Regions from separate parts of the Mus musculus genome. Here regions 1 and 2 are each linked to region 3. A link is a contact called in public Hi-C data. All regions are on one chromosome and are shown on one strand. Each heading gives the region's core, a stretch centred on a gene start, on an enhancer-like site or on the middle of the called end of the contact. The rest is flanking DNA. Distances are from core to core; before and after follow the strand shown. Region 1 holds the start of E2f4 (E2F transcription factor 4). Region 2 holds the start of Cenpn (centromere protein N). Region 3 holds the start of Vac14 (Vac14 homolog (S. cerevisiae)).

Region 1 (3,536 bases), core at 969-3,468, 5.3 Mb before region 3:
GTTGTGTCAGTCAGGGAGGGCCTGTGGCTAACGCACCTGCTGCTCTTCTGTTTCCTCGGGACAGCCCCACTCTTGGCAATCCTATAGAGCTCTAGCTAGACCTGACGGGAAAACCCAACCCCACTAATTCCCATTTGTCTTGACATCATCCTTCCCCAAGCCCAGCCAACGAGGCTCATACCAGGACGAAGTGTGGGCTGTATCTTGCTGTCCATAGTTTGCCTAGAGCTGCTGCCGATGTGGTAGGAGTGGGAGCGAGTGCCTGGAGGAGATCAGGCAGAGCGGATGTTCCTTGGGCTCCGCTGAGAAAGAGGAGCAGGGTCCTTGCCTACCCCCTTCAGGAAGTAAGAAGGGGATACCTGGGAGGCCTCAGTCCTCTGGCTTGGACTATGCAAATAGGCAAAACTGTAAGTCCCCTTTCCTGCTCTGTAACGCCCAGGATAGTTTGGTACAGAACTTACCAGATCTGACCGGTGTCCAGTTCTCCCTCCTCTGCAAGTGGCCTTGGCCTTGAGAGTAGCCTTCTCGCTCCTGCAGAGCTGGGCACACCCTCACTGCTCACGGGACCGGAGGGACTCCAGCTCCTTTGGCACCAGCAGCCAAATTCCTCTCCCCAAGGAAGCCTCTCTCCCACTTCACGGCCCAGAAACCCCTACTTCTCCCCCAAGGCCCCTCCTTCAAAGCAGAAAGGAAGGAAGTTGAGTCTCTGGCACTTTATTCCCAACAGGAAAAGCATCTGCATTGAGGTGGGGAGCGCTGGGCGCCATTTCCTGTTGGGTGGGGGCAGCTGTGGACTCCCCCGGTGAGCACCAAGTCTTGATCAGCCCACCTTAGACTTCTAAATACTCCGGAAACACATATGCATATTTAAAGCTGATTTGGCCTCAAGCTGGTTTGAAGGATGACCCCCTATGTGGTAGAGCCTCAGCAAACCGCAGTCGAGTCTGAGAACCACAGATGGTATATGCCTTGGTAGGGGAAAGATCACATGTGGTGAGGCAAAAGAATAGTGAGAGATGGCAGTTAGGGATCCAAAAAGCTACATTGTTCCTGTAAGTGATGGGGAGCTAGGGAGGACACTAGATATAATGGAGCACCACCCAAATCCACCCATCATAATAGACCCTCACTTCCTACTGTCAGAAGGGTTGACAGCTAAGACCTCAGGAAGACTACCCCAACTTCAGGCTCCATTATAACTAGAGCTTCCGAAGTCTGCTTTCTCACAAGTGTGAATCATCAATCAATTTGGGGAAGGCAATTTGTGTCCTAGAGGGACTGACCGTCATAAAGACATAACCATAAGTGATAACACTGTTAAAAATAAATAAGACTTGCAAGCTGGTAAGATGGCTCAGAGGCTCAGAGCACTTGCTCCTCTTGCAGAGGACAGGGCTTCAGTTCCCAGCACCTACACGGCAGCTAATAATAACTGCCTGTTAACTCTAGCTCCCAGAGATCTGACACCCTCTTCTAAACCTCCTTGAGCACCTGCACACATGTGGACAAACATAAACACATACACACACAATAATAATAATGATGATGATGATAATAATAATATAAACCTTTAAAAACTGCAAAAATAAATGAGACTTGCAAACACACAGTTCTTCCCATGTGTCAGAAAATGCCTTAAAGGCTTTGCTTATATTCACACGCAGGCAAACACCTTTGCATGGACTAAGTAGTGGTTGGAAATAAGACTCCTGGCCACTGTGAACTGTATGTAGCATGGAGGCCAGCGAAAAATGATGCTGGAACGAAATAAGAGATAGAAGTATGCAAGCTATTTATTGTTAGTGCTTGCTGTTTTGGCAGGAAGTAACAGGAACAGCAGGAATTATCTCTGAACATCAGGGAAGCCTTTAGAATAAGTTTTAAGCAAATAGGCTAAGCTTGTGGCTTATGGCTTCCCTTCCCTGGATGGAATGTTCAGGCAGTTAGTAGTCTAGAAGCAGCTTAGCAAGGAAGAGTCGGGTGGTTCTCGCTTCTCAACTGCCGGTACTGCTCACTAACTTCTTCCATTTCCTACCATACAATTTTTTCAGGTTTCCTAGCTGCCCTAAGGAGTTGTTTTGGTTTCCTTTGCTAATGATACATTTGCCGACGGTCCCCCGGAGTTTTGCGTCCGGATCAGCAGACGGGAGTTGCACCAGATACCCTGGGAAGGCGCGAGACGGAAGCGGAAGCAGCCTTGATAGCTCCGGTGGCCCGGCGACTAGGAACGGAAGCGGAAGTGGCGCCGCCGCCGGCCTCGCCTGGCCTGGCTGAGGGGAGGCGGCGGGCGGGCGCGATGGCGGAGGCCGGGCCACAGGCGCCGCCGCCCCCGGGGACTCCAAGCCGGCACGAGAAGAGTCTGGGACTTCTCACCACCAAGTTCGTGTCGCTCTTGCAGGAAGCCAAGGACGGCGTGCTTGACCTCAAGCTGGTGCGCTCCGGGCCGAGGGGGCGACTGGGGAGATGGGGGCACCAGGCCTGGACCGGGAGCGGGAAGCCAGCGGGGCGGCCCCACTGAGTCCTCCGGCCGCCATCCGTGTGCTTTCTCACCCTGATGAGAGAGGCGGGAGGTTGTTTCCATTCACCGAAGCCATTAAGCCTCAGCTCTGTCTGGGTCCCGGCTGCAGGTGCAGGCCCTCGTGGCCCTTGGCGACTAGGACAGGGAGCCGAGCATCAGAACACAGCTAAGCCAAGACTCTTCCCGACACACTCGCGGAGTGATTGGAAGGAACGCCAGGGTTGGGACATAAGACTACCTCCCATTCCAGACTAAACATCTCAGGGTGCACACTTTTTAAGAGTGGGGCTCCATTCTCCATTCTGTTCTACCTGCCAGGCAGCCGACACTCTTGCTGTGCGCCAGAAACGGCGGATCTACGACATCACCAACGTGCTGGAAGGCATCGGTCTGATCGAGAAGAAATCCAAGAACAGCATCCAGTGGAAGTGAGTGTGGGCTGTTTGGGGAGGGCAGAAGTGTCAGGGGTGTTGGGGTTGGGAGGGGATGGTGATGTTTATAGGAGAGAGTTGGGGTCTGGCACCCAGAGATCTTAGGGATCCCACGCTCAGTCTCTCAATCCCATGGTTCAGGGGCGTCGGGCCAGGTTGCAATACCCGGGAGATCGCTGACAAGCTGATTGAGCTCAAGGCAGAGATCGAGGAGCTGCAGCAACGAGAGCAAGAACTGGACCAGCACAAGGTGTGGGTGCAGCAGAGCATCCGGAATGTCACTGAGGACGTCCAGAACAGCTGATATCCTCTGCCAGTCCCTGCCTCGGGGAGTGGGCAAGGGGCGCTCAGCTGGTTTTGCTCTGTGGCGCTCTGGGTCCTGTACCTCTTAAAAGAATGCTCCAGCAACCCCTGGTCAGATTCAGACGGGAGGCTCCAGTCTCTTCCAGCCTTAGCCCATGATCCTTACCCACCTGGACCCCAGGTTCCAGAAATTTCCTCTGAGGGCTGTGTGGAAGGCATAGGCTGAAACATTGGGTCTCTTCTGTGGTCTGCCATCTGGCACAAAAAAAAGCCTCAGCTGTTCT
Region 2 (3,526 bases), core at 908-3,407, 6.3 Mb after region 3:
TCTATTTAACCTAAGTCCTAAACACGCAACCTTATGGAACAAATCCCTTGCTTTAGCGCCAGGAAGCACATTTTTAAATAGAGTGACTCTAGTATGAGGAAATGCGTGCTGATAAGAGAAGGTATTATAAGAGGTGACATCCCTATATTTTAACGCCATCTGTATTTCTTTTAGAGAGATTTTGCTATTCTGGCTGCCCAAGAAAGAAACTTACACTACAGTTGCCATTCCTAATAGTTTAAAATAAGCAAGGAGCTGGAGAGATGTTTGGTGGGTAAAGCTCTTGCTGTGCCTTAGGTGTCTGCACCCCTTATTGCGGAGATCGGGTCAGGCAGACCCCAAGAAGGTTCTCATGGCTAGCCAACCTAGCCAAAACAGCAAGCTAACACAGTTAAGGAGAAAGCAGGTCTCAAATCCGTAAGGCAGATATAGACATAGAGCATGAGGGTTGGCTGGACTGAGGTCAGGCCCAATCCCAAAACAGACACATACAAAAATACACACTAATTAAGGCCAGCAAGTGCATGAGGACTTGAATTCAATCTTCAAAACACACATGGTGGAAGGAGAAAACTAACTCCAGTGAGCATCTTCTGACAGGCAGGCGTGCACGCACACACACGCACACACACACACACACACACACACACACATGATCATTTCTCAACTATCACCTTAAAACTGCTTCTCAAAAGAATAGGCCTCTGCCGGGCGTGGTGGCGCACGCCTTTGATCCCAGCACTTGGGAGGCAGAGGCAGGCGGATTTCTGAGTTCAAGGCCAGCCTGGTCTACAAAGCGAGTTCCAGGACAGCCAGGGCTACACAGAAAAACCCTGTCTCGAAAAACCAAAAAAAAAAAAAAAAAAAAAAAGAATAGGCCTCCTCTGCATCATTCTGGAACAATCTCCTACTAGTGCCAGGTAGGCAGGTAAGTAGTCTGCTAAGACCAGGGAAATTTTAGAGGAAAAAAGAAATAAATGTCTGCTGAATGTTGACATTTAACACTGAAAATGGAGAGGCGTATTTTCACTTCGATCAACCAAATACCAAGGCCTGGATGTACAAGACAGAAAAGATGTCAAGAGAATCCCTTTGCCAAGGCAAAGTTGCATACATTTAAAGTGGGTTTTGTTACTAACACAGGGTCTAGTGTAGCCTCAAATTCCTTATGTTGCTGAGGGTGACCTTGAATTCCTGATTCTTGCCTCCACCACCTCCCCAGAGCTGAGATTGAAGCAAACCATCCTACCCTCCTTGCCTGGGGTTTTGTTTGATTTCGAGAAGTTTTAACAGAGGCTTCTAATACATCTATTGTGAAAACACTCACAGTCGTCCTCGAAGCCTATCTAACGGACCCTAAACATTACTTTCCTTGTCAAGTGTACCGTGGGGGATCTTTACAGATACCCACATCACCAGCCAGTCCAGTGACTTTTCAGTAAAGAAACTTTTGACGGCAGCTCCCTAGATTAGTTATCAGCCAGAACAGTTAGCTCAATGCGCCCTCAGTGTCACGCATCTCCAAAGTTTTGCAGCAGGGTACGCGCACTCGACCAGGCGCGCGCCCAAGGTCGCAATGCCAGCGAGCGGCGGGCAGATCTCAGCAGTGTGACAGCTCATGCCCGCGGCTCACCAAGAAGAGTGTTCCTAGTAAAGGTCCAAGGGCAGGGACATGGGTGAACCTAGCGCGGCGTGGGAAGCTAAAGAGCCGCGTCCTTCCGCCACAGGCAGCCAGATGCCCGGAGGCTGAAGGACACCCGACACTCACCGTCACTCAGCCCCTACAAGAAGCACAGAAAGAGAAGTCACCGACACGGAGCCCGCAGCTCCCTTAGGACTTGCAAGCACCGACGCTCCGCGCATGCGTCATCCTGCATGCATCGCTCCGCCTGGACCGGTCCACTGTCCCATGCTGAGGGGGATCTAGGGCCATCCCACCGGGGCTCGGCGGGGACAGCACACAGAGATGACTGCCAGGTGGAATTCGAGACGGAGAACAATTATATTTACATGATCCTGTCTCTGAGTACAGCGACTCTGGGGATCTAAAGCGTTTTCCATCAGGCGCCCACAGCCGCGTCCCCCCGTGCAGCCGAAGCAGTGCGGAGGGCTTGCCAGGTGGGCGGGGCCCGAGCGGCCATTGGCGGCTTCAAAAGCACCTCGGCGGGAACCGCTGCAGAGACGGCGGGCGATGTGGACTGGTAAGGCAGCCTCAGCGACACCGAATTGGACTCGGAGGCGGCGGGAGGACTACAGGAGCCAGGCCTCAGACATCTACGGGGGCCTTGCCACGGCGCAGTTCCGCCACGGGATCTTAGCCTAGGAGTGACACTAGTGGAGGCCGGGTCCGGGCCAAGAGGGCCGGGATGAGCGTCCATGGCGTCATATCCGCCCGGAGTGGGGCGGGGTTTTATGTCCCTTGGCGTTTATGCCATGGAGGCTCCGGGCTGCCCGCTCAAGAGCTGCTTTACTTTGATCCTTAGGTTCCGTCGAGCCTAGGTGTCAGCTCTCTAATTCCTAGCCTCGCCTCAGTTTTTGTCCATGCCTCCTGTTGCTATACTCCTTGTGCTCCATGCGGGTCTACCGGATCGTTATTGTCACGTGTACATTCAACAGCCTTGTCTTAGCTGCTACCATGAATAAAGCGCTAGAAAATAGAAATTGAAATAGTAACAGGGCAGAAAGTTCACTCAAAGACTTGCTAACTTTGTTGATGTGTTACGCCCTTTCTGTCATTTCTTTTAGGAAGGGCATGGTGCAGATAGATCACTCAGAATTAAGAATCTTCGGAAGTGCTAAGGATTGGGCACCCCACCCCGAAGGCCCTGATCTCCGAAGTTTATAGCCGCATCTGGCCTGGTCAGTACTGGGATAGGAGAAATGCCTGCTTTGCATACACTCTCCTCTAATTTACCTCACTGAGGATCAGGAAAACGCTCTCAGATGTTGTCACGAACAAGGTGTTGGTTTAATAGTTGACAGACAGTGGAACTATATCCTTCCCTTGTGCATACCGCTTAGGGTGGGTATCCAGTCACTCTTCCATCAGTCATTAGTCAAGTGCATATGAGATTGTTCTTGGGTGACCAGACTCGCTGTGTGATTTGGCTCATGGTGACTGAAATTGCTAGGATCAGAACCCCCCAGCCCTGGCAGCCCTAACAAGCTAGGCTCCATAGGCCACTTAAAAGGACAAGTCTTTTGTTTGTTTGTTTGTTTGTTTGTTTTGTTTTTTCGAGACAGGGTTTCTCTTTATAGCCCTGTCTGTCCTGGTACTCACTTTGTAGACCAGGCTGGCCTTGAACTCAGAAATCCGCCTGCTTCTGCCTCCCAAGTACTGGGATTAGAGATGTGCGCCACCACCGCCTGGCTAAAAAAGACAAGTCTTAAATGAGAGGCAGAAAAGAGACATGTATTCAGTGTGGCCACACTGGGAAGAGCAAAGAGGTCTAGTGACCCACACACCAAGTGTTGAGTCCTGAAACAGAAGATTCAACAGAAAGCAGAGGGTATACACAACTAAGCA
Region 3 (3,528 bases), core at 753-3,252:
ATAAGGAACTGCCATCTGTTTTGCCCCCCTGACTAAAAACAACACCAACAAGGTATCTTTCTGCCCATTGCCAAGGGGATGATAATACCACTTTTAAATGGCTAATATTTTAATATGTCTTAAGAAACATTTTAATCTTTCACTTCAGGGCACAAGCAAGGATGAGGTGAAAGTTTAAGATTTCTTTTAAAAGGAAATAGATTCGAGGGACCAGAGAGTTGGTTTAACCTGTAGGGTGTTAGCCACACATGCCCAAAGACCTGTCTTGAAATTCCTTGTACCCACTTAAACACCTGGTCAGGCGGAGCTTGTGGTCTCTAACTGTAGCACTGGGAGGTGAGGGAGGTGGAAACGGGCCAGTTAGGGCTCCCTGGTCAGCCCCCCAGCCAAATCCATGAGTTTCAGGTTCAGTGAAAGATCTCATTACAGAAAAGGTCGGGACTGGGCGTGTAGCTCAGTTAGGTGACTAGCATGCACAAAGCCTCCCACTCTGTCCTCAGCACCACATAAACCCAGTGTGGTAGCCCACGCCTGTCATCCCAGCAATAAGGAAGGTGGAGGCCTGAGGAACCTAACCTTTCAGTTATTATCTTATTAAGGTTTTTACTACTGTGATAAAAACACCAAAACCAAAAGTAACTTGGGGGAGGAAATGGTTCATTTCGCCATATAGCTTATATCGCTGAAGGAATTCAAAGTAAGAACATAGAGGCAGGAGCTGATGCAGAGGCCATGGAGGAATGCTACTTACCGGCTTTCTCCTTAAAGCTTGCTCAGCCTACTTTCTTATAGAATCCAGCAACCTCTGCCTAGTGTGGACCCACCCATGGTGGGCAGGACCCTCTCACATCAATCACTAATTAGGAAAATGCCTTACAGGCTCGCCTACAGCCCAATCTTAATGGAGGCATTTTCTCAATTGAGGCTTCCTCCTCTCAGATGATTCTAGCTTGTATCAAGTTGACATAAAAATTAGCCAGGACTTTTTTTTTTTAATCACTATGCATAGAGTCCAGCCTAGGACACATAAGACCTTGTCTCAATAAGGGTGGAAAAATAAGAGCAAAAGAGGACACCTTGCCCGGCATGGGGGCTCACGCCTTTAATCCCAGCACTTGGGAGGCAGAGACAGGAGGATTTCTGAGTTCAAGGCCAGCCTGGTCTTCCAGGACAGCCGGGGCTACACAGAGAAACCCTGTCTCGAAAAAACAAACAGACAGACAGACAAACAAAAAAAAAAAAAAAAAGAGGACACCTGACCTCGGATCTCCATACATATGTACACACACATCTGAGTAGCACATGTGTATTAAATACAATCTGAGGGTTTGACTCAGTTGGTAGACTTGACCAGACCCGGGGTTCCACGCCCAGCACCACATAAGATCAACTGTAGTGACGCTTGCCTGTAATCCCTGCACTCAGCAGATAAAGGCATGAGAATCGAGATTTCAAGGCTATCCTCAGCTATAGAGAGAGTTTGAGACCCTGTCTCTAAAATAATAATTGGATTAGAGGGGTGGCTCAGCAGACAAAGGCATCTGCCGCCAAACCTGGCGGACTGGAGCTCAATCCTGGGACCCCCACATGGTGAGTGGGTGGGGAGATCCGACTCCCTCCCAAGTTGCCCTATGGCCTCCAAAGGCGCTCGTTGGTGCATGCACACACGCAGAAATAAAATGTAAAATCAGACAGATGGTTAAGATATGGTGAAAATGGTGGAAACGTTGGCATACGCGAAAGTGACTGTTAAGTGACCAAAGAATTAATGCATAAATTAAATTTGAGTTAGGCTCCCTCTATAAACTGTTTCCAGAAGCCCCCCGCTCTGCGCAAAGCTCTGGCAGTGAGCCTGAAACGGCTCCCACCACCTGCTCTTCACTCTCAGCAAAAACCCGCACCGAAGCCAGCAGCAGGTGAAGAGTGGGGTGGATCCCTGACAAGTGTGGCCAATCCGCTGCAGCAAGCACGAGAGGGCGTGGCCTGGGGGGGCGGAACCTTCGGTCGGCGGAAGGCGGAAGTGCTCGCGGCGTCACGTGACCTGAGTAACATGGCCGCGGCCCAGTGAGCGTTGCCGGTTCCTGGCGGGAGCTGGTCGCGTGAGCCGTGGGGCGGACCGGGTCGCGCGTGGGAGAGCAGGGTCGGAGCAGGGGGACCCGAGGCGGCGCGTGGCGGCGGGACGAGGCAGGCGGGCCCTGGGCGGCATAGCCCATGAGCAGGCTCCGGTGTCCGCGCGGAGCCGCACACTCCCCCGGCCCTGGCACGGCCCAGGCAACCTCGGGCTAAGGTGTCTGGAGGCTCCCAGGCGCAGCGCGAGCTGCCACCATGAACCCAGAGAAGGATTTTGCGCCGCTCACTCCCAACATCGTAAGGGCCCTGAATGATAAACTCTACGAAAAGCGGAAGGTTGCAGCGCTGGAGATCGAGAAGTAAGAGCTCCTGGGACCCCGCCCTGGCTTTGCAGCGCCTAGCGGTTCTGCTTGCCCGCGGCGAGGGTTCGGTATTGACCTCTCCGGTTTCAGCTCTTAGCACATTGCTTTAGAGCGGGAAATCCAAGAGCCCTATCTTTGCTAGTCTTAACCTCCTGGTGCTCCCAGATAGCAGTGAAAATGAATTGACTTAAGGTATGTGCAGAACCTAGCGCAGTACCTGACACATTCAGTGTGGCCTCAGTCAAAAGCCAGCTAGATCGGAGAGTGGCCTCTCTGAGGAGGTGGAGAATTTGCTTATGGTGTCCCGCCTTCTCTTTGCAGCTTCTGAAGTGGCCAAGTGTAGAAATAGGTCAAAGCACGTGATCCAATGCTCAGAAGATTGTCAGGCCACCCTCCCTTGCAAGTGAAAATGGGAAGATTTGCCCTTCCCCGCTTCTGCAATAGTATACGTGTGTGTAATAGTGCACTGGTGTTTCCAGGTGTTCGAAATAGGGAATGTTTAATTCGGTAATGTTTTGCTGAGTATGTGAGAGAGCACGTGTTTTTCCCCCAGCCAAATCTTAGTAACAGTCAGTTGAGTAGGTGGTTTCAGAAGAGTAGAAAGCAGCAGCCTGTAAAACTAGAAAAACATTAGGAGTTAAGACATCCAACTTGGTAACAGCGGACCATATGTGTCTATGTAAATTTAAGTTAACCAGAGTAGTGACACAGGCTTGAGATTTGGCACTTGGAAGGCTCGGGCAGAAATACTGTACTCGTTTGAGATTAGCATTGGTCACGGGGCTAGATCCAGTCTCAACAACAACAACAAAGTAATGAATCAGTACAAATTGTAAATTCAGCACGTCAGTTTCACTACCCATAATCTGGGTGTTCAGGAGCCAACCACTACAGCTGCACAGTGCAGACTAGAGAACATTTCAGTCATTGTACAATGGTCACATGGCCAGCCCTAAGCTATGGAGTGGTGCTCACTCATTGACTAGGATAGACTCTTTACTCAAAGTTTTTTAACCTCGGTGCTGTTGATATTTGGGAAGCACAATACTTGGTTGTGATGGGCAGTTCTGTAGCTTGTGTGATTTTTTTTTTTTTT

Evidence for each region. A called contact is a pair of places that touch in the nucleus more often than the background predicts.
Region 1: a contact with region 3 is called in a Hi-C map of CD8 T cells, with 9 times the contacts expected there. The contact joins the promoter of E2f4 here to the promoter of Vac14 in region 3. A contact is called at or near these places in 2 of 484 Hi-C or Micro-C datasets (CD4 T cells and CD8 T cells).
Region 2: a contact with region 3 is called in a Hi-C map of B cells, with 6 read pairs. The contact joins the promoter of Cenpn here to the promoter of Vac14 in region 3. A contact is called at or near these places in 2 of 484 Hi-C or Micro-C datasets (B cells and CD4 T cells).

The regions. Positions count from the first base shown.
Region 1 is chr8:105,295,445-105,298,980 of GRCm38.p6, forward strand. It overlaps E2f4 (E2F transcription factor 4), which reads left to right and starts at 2,219. Exons shown (of 10, transcript NM_148952.1): 1 at 2,219-2,431; 2 at 2,837-2,946; 3 at 3,091-3,252. The coding sequence starts at 2,297. It overlaps Exoc3l (exocyst complex component 3-like), which reads right to left and starts at 669. Exons shown (of 14, transcript NM_177788.5): 1 at 462-669; 2 at 182-262. The coding sequence starts at 215.
Region 2 is chr8:116,919,583-116,923,108 of GRCm38.p6, forward strand. It overlaps Cenpn (centromere protein N), which reads left to right and starts at 2,158. Exons shown (of 12, transcript NM_028131.3): 1 at 2,158-2,201; 2 at 2,746-2,859. Cmc2 (COX assembly mitochondrial protein 2) reads right to left here and starts at 1,854. Exons shown (of 4, transcript NM_026844.3): 1 at 1,769-1,854.
Region 3 is chr8:110,616,565-110,620,092 of GRCm38.p6, forward strand. Vac14 (Vac14 homolog (S. cerevisiae)) reads left to right here and starts at 2,003. Exons shown (of 19, transcript NM_146216.3): 1 at 2,003-2,429. The coding sequence starts at 2,326.